Regions from separate parts of the Mus musculus genome. Here region 2 is linked to region 1. The links are chromatin contacts, called in public Hi-C maps. All regions are on one chromosome and are shown on one strand. Each heading gives the region's core, a stretch centred on a gene start, on an enhancer-like site or on the middle of the called end of the contact. The rest is flanking DNA. Distances are from core to core; before and after follow the strand shown.

Region 1 (7,488 bases), core at 2,093-4,592:
CATGAACATAATAGATCTTCAGTGTTCAGAGCAGAAGAGAGGACAGAGGCCTGTGGGATCTGCTCTCTCCTCAGGTCTGAGGTAGACAGAGGGCTAACCCACCAAGAAATAATATACCAAATACTTCATATCTTAGAAATATGACTGTCAGGTTTGGCTTGCAATTCTACTATAGCCTGTTTGTTCCTTTTACCTCCTATGCTAAATTCAGCATGGCCAAACCACTCACAAATTTTCGTCACTAAACCTGTATGGATTCTGGACTTTTCTTTTGACATTGTTAGTCATAAAGATTTGAGACCCTTCTTGGTCATGTATTTCAGTTCAGGATGTAGAAAGACACTTTTGGCACACTATCAACCCATAATGTCCTATTTACTTCGTTCATAGTTTAGGTCCTATTGTCTCGTTAGAACATCACTAGTTTATTTAATTAATTAGTTTATTTTTAATACATGTGCATTTAAATCCATTTTCCAGAGAAATTTTCTACATTGTGATATAATCTGTGAGTCATTACGCTGAATACTTAGCACATAGCTCTTCCCTTTTTTATACTGTTGGAGTTCATGTGAAGTCATACTCTATTGCCAAAATAACAATTTATACACATTTTTAAGAAAATCTTAAACATAGAGGTGCCATATTTTCCAATCCAGGACCTTTCTTCATCTGCTTAGACCATCTGCATGGACAAACTGACCCTTAAGGTGGCAAGAAATGGGCTGTTTGTCCAACACTTAAAGGCTACTGTCTACTCTTGTGAAATGACATGTCCTTGCTTGCAATGTGCTAAAAATTCATCACAAATTGGACAAAAATCAGGACTTTCTATTGTAAAGGGCACCTTTGAGAGACCACATCTTGGCTTCAGACTCCATCTTAGAGAACTTGACCTTGACTAACAAGCTGGAGTCTAGCACCAGTTTCCAGGTTACTCTCCAGTAATCCTGCACCTGGCACTAGTTTCCAGGTTACAAGCCTGCCCCCAGCACGCCACTTCCTAACAACCACCAATCAGGAGGAAAGTGGAAGCTAAGTTTATGGTTTGGCTCCCACACCAGCCAATTAAGTTAAAGGGCAACAAAATTCCGTAATAGCCCACCCCAGTCAGATGTGTGCCAGGCTAGAAACCCCCTCGCTTGCTTGCCATTTCCTATAAAACCTTGTTTTGCCAAGAGCTCAGGATTTCACCCTCCCTCCGGCTCTGCTGCATCAGAGAAGGCAGTGTGGCCCAAGCTTGAGCATGTAATAAAGACCCTAGTGTGATTGCATCGGTATCTACTCTTTGGTGGTCTTTTGGGGTTCACAAAACTGGCACAACCCTTCTCTTACCAAATCTGCCTTAGCATCTTAACCTTAGTTGTAGATCCAGAAGAATATGCAAAAACGAACTGACAGAAGGGAACAAGGCTTTGCAAAGCATGCTGGGAAATAGCAGGAGCTGCTGCTCCCTCACCCAGGGTTGGACAGGTCATCGTTATGACGAGTTATCGGGTAACAGTAAGACCTGCGGGTGGCATTGACTGAGCGACACAGACCAGATTGTTTTCCTTTTTACCATTTTCAACGGAAAAAAAAAATAGCGTCAATAAATGTTAAGTTTGTTTGGGAGTCAAGATTTCTACGTGTAAAGCCTGGTGTGGTCGCACAAGGCTTTAATCCCAGCACTTGGGAGGTAAAGACAGACAGAAGTCTGTGTTTGAGATCAGTATGAGATGACTATGAGTTCCAAGACAGGCAGGGCTACACAGAGAGCCTGTCCCCAAACCTCATTCCCCTCGCCCCCCCCCCCCCCCAAGCGGGTGGAGGTGGGAGAAGATGTCTACACTTGAACAGTTTGATGAAAAGAACTCTTAAACGTCCCAGTTCTGTTCCTACAAGCACATTTGGAAAGGTAACTAATTGACTATTCCATTTGAAGATCAGACACTGACATATTTACCACTTCATAGTTATATAAAATTCTCTTGTGACCCTTTTGAGAAACTACAGTAAGAAATAATAAATTAAATATTTTATAGTTCACAAACAGAATGCTTAAACTACTAAAAAAAAAAACCCTAAAAAAACCCCAATAACTTGAAACTTTTTTTAAAAACATAGCCATTGTATTTATAAACAAGTACTATAATACACATTTGTGGGGGAATTTTTTTGATAGGCATTCCATATTTTTAAATGTGCCTTTTAAATTTCATTTAAAATTAAATATCGTGCCATGTATAATGGAATTTTTAAGTAACTACTTTTAGTTTTTAAAAAAATGCCTCTATATGCTAGCTAAATGTTTCTGAAGCTTAGCTAGTTATTTTAAGCCTTAAAAATAAGAATTGCTTTGACCTTTTGGTATATTGTTTTGAATTTTGTAATCAGGGTGAACTTTAGAGGTCTGGTTTTTGTATTATGGAACACCTCCTTCTTCCAGACACATAATAAAAATATCACAGCTCTTTACTTCAGTACCAAATTGAGGGGAGAAAAAAACCCTGCATTTCTCGCAAAGAATGAGCTTCAAGGTCAGATTTTAAAAGCTACAAGGAGACTAGATTGGCACAAATGGATGCATATGCGAAATCTATTCAGCTGAACAGAGTTAAATTATGAGGGGCGTACGGAGTGTCTACATCAATGCATGCTTTTGGGAGGCTGTTCCTTTTATGAATTAGCCACGGTTGCCTGAACTCTCAAGTCCAGCAAAGTTATTAAATGAACACATAATAAGAGCTTCCACTTAACCTAAATCATAACGGGGATCGGTTGCAGGCTGTTAATGCCTGTGATGGGGAAGGTCCAGGTTGTGCTTCACTGCACAAACACACCGATGAGAGATGGCGCACGATGGTTCCTGCTACATCCGAACTTTAAAAGCGTTCTGCAGAGAGAAAGCAGATACAGAAAGTGGCCGATGGGGTACTACTTCTCCTCGCTTCAAGGCACCCCAAATCACAGAGGCTGCCTCAAAACTTCCCCGCTGCTTAACAAGAGCAAGTCACTTTCCCAGACTCGAATTTCTCGCAGGCAGCAGGCAGGGTGCAGCAAAAGAAATGCAGTGCAGAGGGAAACGGGCCAGGGCCTTAACGCCTGAGACCGCGATGAAGCCAGTTCCCTTCTCTTTCCAGGAAACTAGATGACATCTCTTGTTGAAGAGACTACTTCTGCCGGAGTCGATTTTAGGGACATGTAAAGCCTGCCTGGTGGAGTAGGGCCCTAGATAACAGTTTAGATATAAAGTCTTAAAACCTGAAGTCTGGCCAATAACAAGTGCCATGAAGATCTAGTGTCAGAGACAAACCAGGGCCAGTAACATCCTCCTCACAGAGGTCATTAACACAGAGACCTTGGAGCAGCCGATGAACCGGTTCACTTATCAGGATGGCGCTTTCTGACTTCTATTCTGTTTGGACAGTACTGGTCTAGAAGAATTTTGCTCTGATTGGCTGAGGTTCTTGCAACTATAATTCCTTTCAAAGTAATATCTGTTGGAATTCTCTCTATTTCAAAATATAAGCTGCCTAGAGAGTTCCCGAGACACTCTCAGCTATAATTACTCTAGAGAGATAAGAAAGAGGGAGTAGGCTACCCATTCTGGATTCAAAGATACAATTTAACCATATCCCAATTCCCAGTGGAAAAACGTTTTCCTTTTGATAGAGCCAAAGTCTAGGGAAAGAGAAAAGTGGGGGGAAGGGTATGATATCACACAGTTTAAGGCCCTACAGCAGCGTGGCTCACTGTTTCTTACTCCAGTCACGTGCAAAGCACCTCCCATTCATTTACTCCCCTTTAAAAAACCACTGTCTCCTTTGTGCACGTAATTTTACACATTTGTATCTACCATTGAAGGCAGGCAGAAATCCTATCAGACTGTGTGTAGTCTTTGCCACATCCCACATTTTATATAACATTTGGGTGGATGAACAATTGATACAAATACAACTTTTCTTGTTTGGTGGATTCAGTGTTCTCCAGTTAGACTAAATCAGACACTAGGATATCATGGGAGTCTCATCATAGAAAAACCTACTTTCTCATCCACCCTTTAATCCTTCACTGTTTCTGACTGAAGACTGCTGTTTCCCTCAGCCAGCACCACAGTAGCACACAGGGTATGGAAGGATTGGGGGCGGGGGGGATATGATTGTAGAGTGGGTAGAGGGATGGCAAAATGGCTGCTTGTTCATTGTTTCTCACAGAATGGCTAAAGTTCCCAGGCAGTGCAGAAGGATGTCGGCAGTTACTTAAATACCTCCAGGGAAAGAAAGACTGACAATCATCAGTGAGCAATTTCAGGTTCCCAAAATATTTCCGACAAAGAGTTCTTTTCCATATACCCAATGAAAATTCTTCTGCTGCAAACGAAACCAAATAATCCTGGACCTCTTCCTCCCAGAGATGGGTTAGAGAGGCGAAGACCATCACACACTCTGTGGCTGGCTGTAGGTAAAAACACATCAACATACGAATGGTTCACCTGGTGATATTTTTAAAGACATACATAGGGGAAATCATCTGAACTCTGTAAGATCCAGGGGTGGAGGGCAGAGGGAATCACCACCTTTTGCTGTGAGGATGTGTTTTGTCCACAAGAGTAAAAATTCCTCAGAAAACAAAATTTGATTCCCAGAAAGTCTCGACTGTCTCCTGCTTTGGGTTTTGATGGTAGGTTGAGAGGGATACTGGATGGATTTGACAGCTGGATCTTTAAAATTACACTTCTATCCAGTGTTTGGTGTGTGTGTGTGTGTGTGTGTGTGTGTGTGTGTGTGTGTGTGTGTGCCACCACACACATGTGAATGTCAGAGGACAGAATGTGGGTGTTGCTTTTCTCTATCCACCATATGGGATCTGGTAATGAAACTTGGGTTTCTAGACATGGCAGCAAGCATCTTTATGTGCTGAGCCATCTTGTTGCCTGTGTTGCTGGTTTTGGTGGGGTGGGGCAATGTAAGGAATTGGTAAGGCATCTTTGTGATAAAGGACAACTTAACCCTTCCTCTTTACCTCAAAGCACCATTTTCCTTGCCTCCTTCAGTTGGAAGAGCATCCAAACCCTCACTTCTCAGCTCCTACTCAAAGAGGAGCCATATAAAACATCTATGAGACTGTCACTGATGTGAAATCCATGGGAACAGGGTCACCCTGCTTATGGGTCTATGCCAAGGCCTTGAGACAGAGCAGCCCAGAGTCTTGTTACAGCATTTTACCTTTCAGTGTTGGACTAGACTGGGGGAGGAGGTGGGAATTTGGTTTTGTTCCCATCGATTTTTTAATGTGACTCACCCCACCCCCGACTTACCACTCCTCTGTTTCCTCTAACACCCTCCCGCCTGTTTAAAATTAGAAGGGAAATGAGGGAAGAGGAACAGGGAAGGGGAGCCTGGGTCAGATCCCAAGCTGAGCCTGCAGCTGTCTTCACTGTATGCCAAGGGCAGCTCCAATGCTTCCTGAGGCCCTTCCAAGTGCCCCTCCCAAATGGTAACTGCTACAGAAAATTTCACCTCATTCCCTTTCCAGTGTGGTACTCTGTCGTGGATTTTTATCTTTGACTTTGCTTCATTTTTGGACAAGGGATTTCATTTCCTGCACCCCCACCCCCATGTACAAATGAAATCCTTTAATATGGTGTCACTATTTTTATAGTAGCCTCAAATCAAGTGAGTTCTGCCCAGGGGAGCTAAAGCTAGCAAGGAACAAATGTGTCCTGTGCAGGCACAGGGCCCTTTCGATACATCAATGCCCAAGAGAAAAAAACTGGATCATAACTCAGAAATGAGGTTTTTAAGTTCCCTGGTATTTAAGAATGATGAAGATGGAGATGACGAGAGATGCCACAGGCTCAGAAATGCTCAGGTTTCCAGATAGCTTCGTGTCAACTTGACACAGTCAAGAGTCATCAGAGAAGGGGAAACCCTAATTGAGGAATGCCTTTGTAAGATCTGCTTATAGGTAAGCCTGTGGGGGCATTTTCTTAATTAGTGATTGATGTGGGAAGACCTAGCCCACTGTTGGTGATGTCATCCCTGGGCTGGTGGTCCTGGGTTTTATAAGAAAGAAGGCTGATCAAGCCACGAGGAGCAAACCAATAAGCACTCTTCCATGGTCTCTGCATCAGCTTCTGCCTCCTGGTTCCTGCCCTCTTTTGGTTCCTGTCCTGACTTACTTCAACGATGAACAGTGATACGGGAGTGTAAGCTGAATAAATGCTTTCTTGCCCAGTTGCTTTGGTCATGGTGTTTCATTACGGTGATAACAGCCCTACTGAGACAATCAATAACATTCAATGTCTTGACACGTGAAAGAAATTTGAATTGAAAGTGCTTTCCTCTGGAGATACAAACCCATTGTCGTGGTCAAGGCAAACTCCCATCTTTTAGCCTGTCTGGCTTTGCTGGCAAGATTTAAATGTGTGCAGCTTCTTTGGGCCATAATACATTGTACTCAGAATGTTCTACAGGATTTCAGGAACTAACGAAGAATACCACGTGCAGACTATGTAGAGTCCTGATGGGATCAAGGTGCTACGGAATAGTGAAGAAATGTCAGTTTCTTGAAAACTATGTCATATGCTACTATTGAGGTTTTTGTAAAACTATGTGTGATTTTTTTTTTTACAGCAAAAGCAGGTAATGGTTGCCTAATGGTAAGTGCTTATCTCTCTAGAATTCAAATGAGAATTTTTACTGCCAACAATATTTAAAATTCAAACATTCCACTAGTTAAAATCAGAACAATGACTCACCAGGTTAAGAACACTAAACGCTCTTACAAAGGACCTGTGTTGCTTCCCAGTACCCATGTGGTAGCTCACAGCTATCAATAACTCCAGTTCCAGGAGACCAATACCTTCCCTCTTCTGGCTTCTACAGGTACAGGGCACATAGAAAGTGTGTGCGTTGACATACACGCATGTGTTCAAACATACAACACACACATACCACAAAACACTCATACATAAAAATAGAACACATTTAGAAAATAAAAACTAAATAAAAGCAAGAACAAGTGTCTCTGCTAACACCTCTGCTGCATTAAGAAGTATAGATAGTCTACGGCTATACCATCTCCAATGCTCCTGATCTCACCTGGTCTCTGAAGAAGTATAGAAAGTCAAATTAAGCTGGGCTTCTTTCACTTTTTAAGGGGTTCAGACAGCTGGGAACCTAAAAATCACTTGTTCGGTTAACTTTATTTTATCAGGTTTCATGGAACGCCTTGCATTTTGGACGTGGTGCCTGCTCAGGGTCACTGGGATTGTGGTGTTTTTGATTGCGAATGGGCCCAGAGACTCATATAGTTGAACACTTGTTGTGCAGTTTGTAGAACTAATTGGGAAGGATTAGGAGGTGTGACATTGGGAAGAAGGTGTGTCACTGAAAGTGACTTGTCACTCCCAGTTAACTCTCTGTCTCTCCTCACTCTCTCCCTCCCTCCCTCCCTCCTTCTCCCCCCTCCCCATCCTGGGCTTACTTATCAGGAACTAAGCTC
Region 2 (7,488 bases), core at 2,500-4,999, 390 kb before region 1:
GCTGGGATGAGGAAGGGTCTTAAATCCACACCCACAGTGACACACCTACTCCAACAAGGCCACACCTCCTAATAGTGCTACTCCCTGGGCCAAGCATGTACAAACCATCAGAGTATATCTGTCTGTCTGTATGTATGTATGTATGTGTGTAATTAACTGTAGCTTTTCTTCCTGTTCTTTTAACTAGAGCTTCATTCATATCAATTTTACGATGCTAAGTTAATTACTCAATTATAAGAAACTGGTTGCAACTTGAGAGGCTCTGAAGGACTCACAGCCCCCACAGCCTCCTTGTCTTTTCTATCATCCTCGGACCCCCTATTTCAGGGTCAGTGGTCCTTTTTATTTTAGCATCAAGTGAGCTAACAAATAAGTAGTGTCACTCCTGGCAATGCCACGTTTGGTGATTCCAGCTGGAGGTCCAGGAGACCCCTTCTCACAGCACAGATGACCTACAGAGATGGCTGCGTAGAGGACATCTCAGCCATACAATGTGGACACTGAAGCCTCCCACCGTCAGGAGAACCTGGGGCCCAGTTACAAGGTGGCTTCCTGAGGAGCTTGCTGTAGACGGAGATCCTTTTGCTTGTTTTGCTTGTGGATTAGCTTGAGTGCGCTCTAAGCTAAGATCCTGCTAGAGCAATATTTTTACTTTGGTTCAGAGTATAAAGGAAGATGGTCTTGACACGGATAGTTAAAACTCCAGAGAAAGGTCTGAATTTTGAAAAAATGACAGGGAGTTTGAAATGAAACAACCTCTCTGTTTCAAGAGTGAAGACCTTCATTAAAAGGATGGAGAGGGAGGGAGCTGGGATCTGGATAACTGAATGCTAAGCACACACGTGATTCCTGCCTGGTTCTCAAGAGAACGCATAAATGAAGAGCAAGAATCATGACGGTACCAAGCTGTGAGAATAGCTATACTGGAGGCTGGAGCAGGAGCCTTGAGGGTTGCAGGTTCAAGGACAGCCTGGGCAACCAAGCAAGATCTCATTTTAAATTTTAATAGTGAAAATAAGTCTGGGCACATGGATCCGTGAAAAGGGGCTTGTGTAACATCTATGATATCCGGAGTTTAACTCAGAGTGCTTCAATTCTTTTCATTGTTTCACGATGCTTTGAGGCATAACCAAATAACTAGTCATCAGCTCTGTCTTATAGAATTCACCCCACACCGGTGAGAAATAAAAGGGAAGATTAAATTCCGTCATGCATTAGAAAGAACCAAAGGGCTAGAGAGAGGTTTCTTGGTGGTTAAGAGCAGTCGTTCTTACAGAGGATCTGGGTTTGGCCCCCAGCACCCACACGGTGATTCAGTATGGTCCCTAAATCCAGTTCCAGGGTACACAGGGTACATAAACATGCTTTTGAGAAGAACACTCAAAACACAATAAACTACCCAATAAAGATTCAAGAGAGGGAGGGAGAAAGAACAAGAAGTCCATTCGGACCTGGAAGCGATATTCTAGAACATCTGCATGTGCCATCTGCTTAAACACGGTGATAACACTGGATACTGGCTCACTAGCACACCACTTCAGAGTTTGAATGCTTACTTGATCCTAGGCCTGGTGTGAAGTGCTTTTTGATGTAACCCAGATGCTTCCAAGCTCTTCGGCTTTCTATGGGTCTGTCTCCTTCAATACCAAGATAAAATACCATGAGCCTCCATTCCCCATAAAGCTCAAAGCCCTCAAACACCTATCACAATACTTCAGGAGCTTTCAGAGAGAGCCTCTGTGTGTGTGTGTGTGTGTGTGTGTGTGTGTGTGTGTGTGTGTGTGTGTGTGTGTGTGTGAGTGAGTGATGGGTAAGGGCAGGAGACTCTTGTCTCCTCTTCTAATTTCTTCTCACTGGCTGAGTTAGTCACCAGCTCTTCCTTTCTCTGCTGTCTTTGTGCCAGTCTGGAATTTTCTCTCTTCTGTTTGTTCCCATAAACTTCATCACACTCATGCTGGCAACATACTTTTCTGGGCAGTAGGAGGCAAAGATAAGTACACAGAGAACTGAAGACAAGCTGGAATATCCTACACCTAACGCTTCTCTTCTTTTACAAGAACTTTCCCATCTATATCTCCTTTCCTCCAAACTGCCTCAACCTTACATCCTGATCCCTGCACAAGATGAAGTGATCTGGACTTCAAAACATTACCAACATAGTAACCTAGACTTACAGAGACAGCCAAATAGCCTTGCCCATTGTACATGAAAGAAATACCGTCACAATGTTTCCTAACCCAGGCAGCAATTCTAAGCAGTCTCTCCAAAGAACATTCTTAGCCAAGTGTGTTAGGACATTCCTACAATCTCAGTCCTAGGGAGACTGAAGCAGGTGGTTACTGAGTTCATGGCCAGCCTAGACTATATAACATTGTATTAAGACTGTTTCCAAAGCACAAACAAGTGCTTAAAAATAACAACAGGAAGAAATGTGTGTTCTCCCACAAGCCTTGGCAACTCAGTGCGCACCTCAAGCAAGTGGCTGTCATCTTCATTTTGTAGATGAAGCAACTGGGGACTAGTATGGCAGCTTACCCAGCTGCAAGTAGCAAGAGTGCCCTGCAGCCTATAGACAAAAACTTTCACAACTTTATCTGGCCTGAAAGTATGAGTTTCCAGAGCCAGATCCTGGGTTTTGTCCCTAGCACTGCCAAAATGAAAGAGTATAGCCATATGCCCTCTACACTCTAGCGTCTATGCATCGCCGACAGAGAAAGGCAACACTGCCGGTGTTGAAGAAAGTGATAGCTAGAGTTTCATGGGCTGGGGGTGGGAGGAAGGGAAGACGTGAGAACTAGTCCAGGCAGGAAGTGATGGAGACTTGGACCAAGGGTGGATCAAGAACATTGGCAATTTGAGGGGGAGTAAGGACAATGTTTACAGTAGCTGCACATTTTTTAGTTTGAGAGACTCGTGTCATTTATTCATTGAACTACTAGTGGACACTTTGCTAGGCACAGCATGCTAGACACCAAAATACCAAAAAGATGATAGTCAGTGAAAATGATGCCTCTCACAGGTGAGACCTGCAGTGCACTGTCCAGCCAGCAGGCAACAGGAAATACCACGTCAACTGGCCTACAAAACAGAGATGCCCAGGGAACACCAGGGGGCAGTATGGGCTCAGCAACCGAAGGGATGCCAACTGCTAATGTCTACGAAGTCTTAACACTTAATCTGTCATTAATCTGTCATTGTCTTGGGTAGCCACTTAGAAGTTTTGGAAAGAATCTTAACTTATTCAATTATTTAAGCACAAACCTTCTCCTTTGGTGGGGGTTTTAAGCAGTGGGATATGTGAACTAATATTGTGTACCTCTTATGTAACAGAAATCATCAAAAACCTTGACTTGTCATAGGCCTAGGATGAGGGCCCTGCCCTTCCAGATGAGCAGATATTTCTAAATGAAAACACATTCCTGTTAACCTGCGCACTACTGTGTTTCCATGTTATAAACCAGTGGCTGCTCTTGAGGGTGAGGGCGAGGATGCTGCCCTCTGAATCTTAGGGTTTGTTACTGCTACACGGTTAGTGACTGAACCAAGAGCTTTGGGTTCCCATGAGTTTCCCATGCATCCCTTTCTGTACGTAGCATGAGCCCTCACCTTGCTTGCCATCCCATCCCACCAGATATCCCACCAGATGCCCGGTACACTTAGTAACCTCTTCCTCTCAAGCTGTTCCTGTCTTTTCTTTTTGATGAGCTCCCTGCCTTCCAAATCCTCACGCATCCCCTGCAGTAACCAGGTTCTGTCACACCTGCGGGTGTGAGAAACCAACCACAAACCAGCACAACAGAGGAAGAACTTAAGGAAGACCCCACCCCCACCCCACCCCACCCCACCCCCCAACACCACCACCATAGGACAGAAAAAGCATTGTCCTCTCTCAGAGGTACTTTAGAAAGACGCCATTGGCAGTTAGTGCTGAGCACACATTGTGCACCTGACAGTTGGTAAAGCTGTGGTTTGCATTTTGCTGTATTGAGTTCATCTTAATTGTTCAATCAATGGCAAATACTTAATATGTCTCTACTAGTCCCTTGTTTCATTTATCTAATTTCAAATTATTCAAACTCTTCAGGTGTTGATCCATAACATATTCAACAAGGTAAAAAAAAATAAGAGAAGCTTATGTTATAAAAAAAAATCTATCCATCAACACAGATATCTGTTTATGCAACTTAGTTGAACCCAAGGGGGGCAAAGAAAAGTACACATTGGAAAACTGGCATGAAGGAGAGAGAATAGATGAAAAAATAATTCAGTGGAAACATCTGGATATGAGGAACATCACAGAAGGCAACTGTCAATATTTTTAAGACAAAGTGAGCCTGACCCATTTTAGCCCCAAAGGCAACAGACATGATGCATGATCCCAAACCAGGAAAAGAAGTTGTTATAAGCATGAATTGCCCTTGGCACATGGTGGGACACATGTCCCTTCACTGCCATTACCCAGGAGCTAGGAGCAAAGCTTTAATTAAGTTCGAGGCCAGCCTGGGGTTTATAGCCAGACCTTGTCTTAAGAAAGAAAGACTGGATGGGCAGTCGTGGTGCACGCCTTTAATCCCAGCACTTGGGAGGCAGAGGCAGGCAGATTTCTGAGTTTGAGGCCAGCTTGGTCTACAGAGTGAGTTCCAGGACAGCCAGGGCTATACAGAGAAACCCTGTCTTGAAAAACAAAAAACAAAAACAAGCAAACAAATAAAAAGACTGAGATAATTAGAAAAAATTATATATACAGACTTTACATCAGACAGAGTATTATATCAATGTTACATTTCTTGAATCTGATCCTTGGGTCATAATTATGTAAAGGAATATTCTTATTCTTAGACTGTAATGGTTTGGATATGACCTGTGTCCGTGCTCATATTTTGTATAGTTGTTCCTCAGCTTTGGGCATTATTTCAAAGGGTGTGGAGCTTTTAAGAGGTGGAGCCTACCTAGTGAAAGTAGCTCGCTATGGACGGACCCTGAACGTCACACCCACTTTTGGCTCTGGCCTGTATCATCTGGTCTCCACTGTGGAGGAAGACTCCGTTATACATTCCCACAACCCATGGCTGCAGCAGGCCTTTTTCTCTATGTGACGCTTGAATCCCCTGAAACTAGGTAGCATAAGAAGCTTAAGTGGCATTTGTCATACAAGTCACAACAATGATACACATACATACATATAAACCTATGGGGAAAAAGACTAAGGCTGGGAAATTACAACAGAATTATGTTGAAAGAAACATATGCAGGGGATGAGGGGAGGGCTCAGTGGGCTAAGGAACTTGCTATGAAAGCGTAGAGACATGAGTTCAAATCCCTAGTACCTACATACTAAGTTATATGTAACCACATACCCTTATAATGCCAGTGTTGGTGGGGGTGGAAGCAAGAGGATTGCTGGGGATTGCTGGTTGCCAGACTAGCTTCGAGTTCAGAGAATGGGTGTATCTCCAGGAAGCATAAGATAGCTGGATAGCGACATCTTCCTCTGGAATCTGTACACCTGGGCCTGCATACATCACACACACACACACACACACACACACACACACACACACACACACACACACACACACGGTGGGGCACTCACACATGCACTTTAAAACTTATGTATACAGCTGGAAAGATTGCTCAGTGGGTAAAGGCACCACCATGGCTAATGATGTGAGCTTGATTCCCAGGATCTACGTAGTAGAAAGGGAGAAACAAGAACCGATTTGAACAAGTGGTCCTCTGACCTTCACACATGCGCCCTGGGATGCATGCTTTCAATCTTGGATGGTTTATGTTGTTGTTGGCAGGTACATCACAGACATCGATGATGTGCTATTTTGATTTGTCCTACTATTGATGATGTCCTTCAGTTACTTGACTAAGTCCAATACCTGTCAGTCTTCTCCAATGTAAAGATACTGTCCTCACCTTTGTAATGAGTGAGTGTTCTGTGTAGATGCACTTTCAGAATGATATATCCTTTCTCATGGAATTCATAATTTATTACAATCAATGCAGGTTTACAGTTTCCTATTTTAGACAGTGGATTCGGAGTCACCAAGGTTACTGTCCTCCTTGAGTTTCTGTCTTCATTGATAAGACACTGACCAGAAACAACTTGGGGAAGGGTACAGTCTGTCATCAAGAGAAGCCGAGACCACAGAGGGAAGCTGCTTACTGACTCGTTCTTCATGCCTTACTTGTGTGATGTCCTTATATCTCTCAAGACCATTCACCCAGCGGTGGCACCATCAGAACAATGTACCACAAGGGTGCCCACCCAATTGGGTGGGTACAATTCCTCAGCTGACATTCCCTATTTCCAGGGAACTCTAGTTTGTCAAGTTGGCAAAAACTAACCAGCAGCTGCTGAAACGCACATTGTCCCAGATATGTTCAACAAGGACTTTTAAAGTTTGTCCCTTTAATGTGTCACCGTTCTTCTTTGAATATAAAAAGAGGGCAGAAAGAACTCAAAAGGATTTGGAAGAGTCATGGGTGACAGAACTTATGAAACCACAGCAGCTACAGTGACCTGAACGGGACAAAGTCTATTAACTATTTCAGCATAGATGGGGAAAGGCACACGAGGTTCTAGCCTTGGGGAGCTACTGGCAACCAGTGACAGCTGAGAAAGAGGCCGTCACATTTCTTCAGGATTGTGGCCACCAGTAACTTTCCCAAGGGCCAGTAAATAACCCTACACACATACACTTGCAAGCAATCCAAATTAAACCCTGTGGTCAAGAGCAAGGATGAGTGCCAGATTGGGAAAAAGGTGGAGAGAGGGATTAGGAAACAAGAGTTCTAGAAAGAGTGGTATGGGCATGGAGGCGGATGGGAGGAAATGAATACGATCAAAGTATACGTGTATGAAGTTGTCAAATAAACTCTTTGGGGAGATACACATGGATTATATCCAAATTTTGTGCCATTGTTTTTAAGGAACTTGTACCTCTGGAGCTTGAATGATCTAGTCTGATCAGCAAGAACCTTGACACAAGTACTCCACCAATGCTGAGGGGTGACTGTATACTGACCCCCTTATGTGCATATTCTGACGATAACTGCAGCCTGGAATTGCCGCTAAGTTTATTTAGTTTAAGTAAATACTTAAATTTACTCTCTCTCGAATACTCTCGAATACTGAGAAGCCCCTGATAACTATTTGCCTCTCTACTTATGATACTTCAGATTGGTTGGACCATGCACTGTGTACAAGGTTTCTTTCCTTACCACACTGAGGTACCAGACTCAAGCTTTGGCTGCCCTTAGAGATTTATATCTCTCTCTTCATTGACCGACTCCCCACGCTTTCACGGTTTCTTGACCCCAATGAGTGGCCACAGGGCTGCACTGTGAGTCTCCTTTCCCAGTCTGGGCTTTGGCAGGCTTGGGTTATAAGCAGGATACATTAAAAATTAATGAAGCCATTCCCAGTGGTACAGAGGTGGAGGTTCCCTCTTCCAGGAGACTGGCTTATTTGGCACC

Evidence for each region. A called contact is a pair of places that touch in the nucleus more often than the background predicts.
Region 2: a contact with region 1 is called in a Hi-C map of the G1E-ER4 cell line, with 4 times the contacts expected there. The contact joins two enhancer-like sites. A contact is called at or near these places in 3 of 484 Hi-C or Micro-C datasets (the G1E-ER4 cell line and the N1E-115 cell line) and 1 of 115 datasets of contacts at active chromatin or transcription factors (embryonic stem cells).

What each region holds. Positions count from the first base shown.
Region 1 is chr8:35,957,290-35,964,777 of GRCm38.p6, reverse strand. No RefSeq gene overlaps it. Among named protein-coding and RNA genes, the nearest start is that of 5430403N17Rik, 78 kb to the right of the region's middle. Within about 2 kb of position 3,342, at least 15 of the 459 cell types and tissues checked have an H3K27ac peak or open chromatin away from gene starts, as enhancers often do. A contact at or near this core is called in the G1E-ER4 cell line, where this site is marked.
Region 2 is chr8:36,342,727-36,350,214 of GRCm38.p6, reverse strand. No RefSeq gene overlaps it. Among named protein-coding and RNA genes, the nearest start is that of Lonrf1, 97 kb to the right of the region's middle. Within about 2 kb of position 3,749, at least 9 of the 459 cell types and tissues checked have an H3K27ac peak or open chromatin away from gene starts, as enhancers often do. A contact at or near this core is called in the G1E-ER4 cell line, where this site is marked.